2 separate regions of the Gossypium hirsutum genome follow, and region 1 is linked to region 2. Evidence: chromatin contacts called from public Hi-C data. All regions are on one chromosome and are shown on one strand. Each heading gives the region's core, a stretch centred on a gene start, on an enhancer-like site or on the middle of the called end of the contact. The rest is flanking DNA. Distances are from core to core; before and after follow the strand shown. Region 1 holds the start of LOC107935402. Region 2 holds the start of LOC107935389 (calcium permeable stress-gated cation channel 1).

Region 1 (2,700 bases), core at 190-2,689, 180 kb before region 2:
TCCATGGTATTTTTATGATCCTCACGGTCACTCAAAAAGCTTAAACAGATTAAAAAGTACATATATAAGTAAACAATTATAAGACCTATTTGTGATAAATAGTTATAAAGACTAAAATTTCAAGTATTTGTTAGCAGACAGATTTCTAAAACTACAATAAAACACAAGCAAACTAAAATTAATATCAACTATTCACAAGAATCAAACATTCCAATTACATTAACTTCTTTTCTAATAATTTTTTCAAGCTAATGGACATAAGAGAGGTCCAAAGCTAATATCATCACATTGGGTAAAAGTACCATGGACACCCTTGTACTAAGAGCCGAATTGCATTTTGCCACCTCTACTCAAAAAAGTACACAAATTAGTCCATGTAAATTAGATCAAAGAGCAAACTGTTCATTCTGTTAAAAATTTCATCAATTCTACTACTAAAAACTGATCCGTGTAGGTTAGAATGAGGTATAAATGGCACATCACTTGTAATCACTTGTAACTGTCAGGTAATTTTGCCAGCCACATTAACTTTTAAACAGTAGAAATAGATAAGCTTTTAACAAAAAAAAAGACCAGTTTACTCTGCAACAACTAAATTTAACCAGAGTAAAGGGATAAAATGCAATCTTTCTCCTGATACAGGGCCTGCATGATACTTCTACCCATCACATTGTATTTAACATAAATTACAAAGCTAATATAATAAAGAAAAGTTCAAGCTGGCAAACACAAAGAACCTAAAATGTATCAGCGCAAATAATGCAAGAAAGTATAAGTTCAATAAGTTAATGCACCAAATCACTGAAAATTGAATACTATTTTCAATTAAGAATCTTCCTACACATAAAGTAAAAACTTTACCAGACTTATTTAGTGAAATTCAAGACTAATCTATTTCTTTAAGCTCAAATTTACAAGAAAAAAAATTAAGAATTCCAGGCTAACATTTCCCGCAATTTTAATAATGACCCAACAGTTAAAACAAATAGATGATACCAATATAAGCAAAACCCAGAAATGAGAAATGAGAAACATGATGTTTAAAAATCACTCACAGGCAAGAACCACAAACAGCTTAAGCAGCAACATGCTGAAATTGTGCTCAAGAGACACGCCAGCATTCATCTCTTTCTTTCCTCTAATGAAGATAAACAGTTGTAACTAGAAAATAGATGTTAAAGAGTTAAGGGATTAAAAGTGAGAGAATGTGATTAAGGAAGGGGATAAGTTGGAAGACATGAGAGAAAGAGAGAGAAGAGAGCACAGAGAAGCCATGAATGTGCTTCAAAAGAGAGATGAAAATAATAAGAAAAGAAAGCACTGAAGAAGAGTAATGAAAATAGCTGTCATCTTTAGTAGACCCTACCATCGACTTAAATGCTCAGATATGAACACACACCCACTGCATCAAACATTTAAGGCCATCAATGTTTTTTTTTTTTTTTACACTTAGTTTACAAGTCATCTTTCACGAGACCTTTACTAATTATAGATAGAACTAATTAGGTTAAAATATGCTTACAGTCCTTGTACTTTTCAAAAATTAGGAATTTAGTCCATGTACTTGGAATTTCTAGGAATTTAGTTCATCTACTTTTCATATTTCAAAATCTAAATCTATCTGTTAACAGTTGAAGCTGAATTTTAAAATCTGAAAAGTAAAGAGACTAAATTCCTTAAAATACAAGTATAAGGATTAAATTTTTAATTTTTAAAAAATATAGGGATTGTAGAATATTTTAATTAAATAATTAATTTAAATTTATAATCAATTTTAATTTTAAAATTTCGAAGTTTATTTTAAATTTGGATAATTTAGATATAATCCATTTGAATTCTGCTGATATAAAATTGTAAATTTTGAGATTTAAATTTAATAAGTTTATATTAAAAGAGTTTTGTTGAGGAGAAATCAGATTTTCTTTTAGGAAAAGTCTTTGAAGTGTTATTTGTTTGAGAGTCGATGGACTCTTCAATGAAAGATATTGTCCCTGTGTAGTGATTTTGTCCTTGGCCTTCACGGAGAGTCGTGTACAATTCATGAAAAGTAACACCTAGATTGGGGGAGATACGAACTTACCAACCAATGTTGGATACAGTGATAAGATATATTTCACTTCCAATGGAAGAATACATATTCAAACCTTAAAAACAATGTTATTACGAGGAGCAACCACAAACTCCAAAGGGATTGATCTTCATAAACAGTAAAACGAATATGGAAAATACATTGAGGTTAAAATATGTCATAAGTTCTTATACTATTTGTAAAATTGTAATTTAGTCAATCTACTTTTACTTTCAGAAATTCAATCATTCTACTTTTTATATTTTAAGATTCAAGTTCAACTATTAATATTATTAAAATTAAGGTCTTTCTACGAAGAACTCAGGTTGAAAGTTCAAACATTGGAAATAACGTCCGTTCAAAAAATCTAACAATAAGTATTTGGTGCAATTATAAAATACTTTGCACTTAATGAAAGAATATAAATTCAAACCTTAAAAATAATGTTATTGGGACGAATAATTATGAACTTCACAAAAAAAAAATCTTTATAAGCCGTAAAATTGACGTAATAAAATACCTTAATTATTAAAAAAATTCAAATTCTGGTAAAAACTCCAAGTTATGGATGGGCCTCTTTGGGCCATTGGTGGCCCACATATGAAGAGGCTTTCACATTAGTGACTACAATC
Region 2 (2,700 bases), core at 108-2,607:
TATTCCACCGTATAACATCTATCGGAATAACAGATTTAACACAAATGTAGTTAGCAAATGATATCAAGATCTCCGACCTATCTGATTCAAGTGCAATATTTGAAATCGAGAGCTTATCGATATCACTCGAAGTTACATTCTTCAACTGCAATTCCAATGTTTTATTCGTGTAATTAACTGGTACTAGAACCGCCCACGCCACAATAGTGATAGGGACAAAAATCTTTAACCTGCATACAAAATATCGAGAATATAACGAAAACCAAAAAAGGCCCCGACATTAACGTAAAATGCAGCATACCCTATCAAGTAAATGCGCAAATAAACAGCCGAATCCAACCCGGCATGATCGATAAGCTCGAGTTCGGGCATTTTCAACGCTTCGGGCATCCAATTCAAGAACTTCAAGTAAGATCGAAAATCCAAGTTAACGAATTTCTTCACGAACGCGCCGGAACTAGCCGGACTGGTTCGTAAACCCTTAAGATACCATTTCGGAAAATAAACCCGGTCGTTGAACGGTTGAAGCCGTAATACGGCGAAAGCTATAAAGAACACAAATGCACTAAGCAGATTAAAAGCTGCTGCAACCCCTATATCACCTAATGTCGCCATTTACAAAAAAAAAAACCTCCCCTGCAAAAGAAAAAAACACCATAATCAACCAATTAAACTCCTCTAAGGTTGTAAGATTCTAGCTAAAACCTAAAAACCAAACAGCTAAATCATGTCTTAAAAGCAAAAACACATAGCAAAATCGCCTCTCTCTCTTTTTTTCTCCAAAATTTCAGCTATTTTCTAAACCAAAAAAAAAAAGAACCCAGATTCAATCAAGTGGAATAAAAATCCTTACCTTCTTTTTTTTGAGACTCTTCAAGTGAAAGAAAAAGGAACAGTTTTTATACTGTTCTAAAAAAACCAAAGACAAAGAAAGTACCTTTTTTTTCTAATTTTCTTGTTGGTTTGGTTGTTGAAGATCATAAATTGAATTAGTGGTTGTTTGGATCGCTTTCGAGATCAAACAAAGCAAGAACATTCCTCCATTACTTAGCTAGGGAAAGTGAAACACACGCAATTGTAAACAATTACAGAAAATCCAGCTTCTTCCATAACAGGAATGGATAAAAAAGCAAAAATAAAGGCTAGAAACAGTAATTTAAAAGAAACCAAAGGGTATTTTATAACAATTTAGTGGGATTTCTTTTTCCCTACAAAGATTTTGTCTTGGCTTAAAACAGATATAATGGTGGTGGTGAGTGGTAACTGCAGTGTTAGTTTTTTCTTTGGGTTGTCATTATTTGAGGGATCGTTTCTTTCTTTCTTTCTTTCTTTTTCATGTCCCTGTTCTAAATTGACCGATTTGTCTTTTTTTTTCCTTTCTGTTCTTACTAATTAGTAAAATTATGTCAATTTGTATATAAAATCCCTGTATTATGTGTTCCTTTTCGATTTTAGTCTTTTTATTATAATTTTTCATTTTTAATCCTATTTTTTTAGTTTTGAGGTTAATTTTTTATTATTAATTTTTTAAATAATATAGGAATAAAGCAATACCCAGACTTTGAATTTGATCATTTTTTTGTCTATATTAATCCCATAATTTAGCAATTTTTCTCAATACCGTAGCACTATGAGATTGTGCTATGTAATTTTTTGAAAATTGTATTTTTTTATTTTTATCTTTTAGATTTTATATATATATTTTAAAATTTTCAACTACTTTAAAGGAATCTAAGTTTAAGGATCAAATTGAGAAATTTATCAAATATTAAAAAATATGAATGAAGAAAGTTTAAGGACCAAATTAAAAAAAATTATCGAATTCAAAAACTAAATGTTGTTTTATCTCAATAATTTAATGTAATATGCTTTTCTAAGCATGGAATGATGTGATATATAAACTTCATTTTATAAAAAGAAAACAAAATATGAAAATTAGTATATTATTTGTCTATAAAAAATGAAAAAATATGTTATAATAAATGTAGATCATGACAATAGAATTATTGCAAAAAAAAATAAGAAAAGAAAATTAAGAACACAAATTTTAAATGAAAACCTTTTTGGAGAAAAAAACCAGGGGAAGAAATTCACTAAAGTTGAAAAACAAATTATATGACTTTTTTTATTTGAAATGTATACCACTTGTTTAAAACATCTCAAATTACTCGACAGAATTAACGAAAATTTTGAATTTAGAAACAAACGTTTTAAAAAGTGAAGGGTTAGGAATAATTAAATTATTGTATAAGGACTAAATTTATAAAAATCACATAATACAAGGATGTTTTTATAAAATTTGAGGAATAAATTGATTGGGAGGAGAAAAAGGTTGCCTTAAATGTCGGCAAGCTATCACGTGGGTGTTGCTACTGTTACTGTATTTTGTAGATGGGCATTTTGTTAGAGTCGCGGCGGAGGAGCGTGAAAAAACCGACCGATCATATTAAAGAGACAGATAATGGAGAAAGCGAGTGAGTTGTTCCGGAAAGTTGGATCGGGATTGGTGATGTGGCGGCGTTGGATATGACGTAAGCTAAGCGGATTGAATTTAGGGGTACAAACAGTATAATACTAAAAAGGGTTAATTCTTTAGATAGTCTCAATTTACGGGTAAATTTTAAATTGGTCCTTAAAATTCAAACGTTTCAATTAAATTCTCAAATTAAAGTATCGTTTCGTTCAGGTTCTTGTTTTCAG

Evidence for each region. A called contact is a pair of places that touch in the nucleus more often than the background predicts.
Region 1: a contact with region 2 is called in a Hi-C map of callus, with 4 times the contacts expected there. The contact joins the promoter of LOC107935402 here to the promoter of LOC107935389 in region 2. A contact is called at or near these places in 2 of 34 Hi-C or Micro-C datasets (callus and leaf).

Annotation. Positions count from the first base shown.
Region 1 is chrD10:1,090,613-1,093,312 of Gossypium_hirsutum_v2.1, reverse strand. LOC107935402 reads right to left here and starts at 1,439. Exons shown (of 9, transcript XM_041102660.1): 1 at 1,367-1,439; 2 at 1,056-1,161. The coding sequence starts at 1,369.
Region 2 is chrD10:911,741-914,440 of Gossypium_hirsutum_v2.1, reverse strand. LOC107935389 (calcium permeable stress-gated cation channel 1) reads right to left here and starts at 1,357. Exons shown (of 12, transcript XM_041102646.1): 1 at 854-1,357; 2 at 302-636; 3 at 78-230. The coding sequence starts at 615.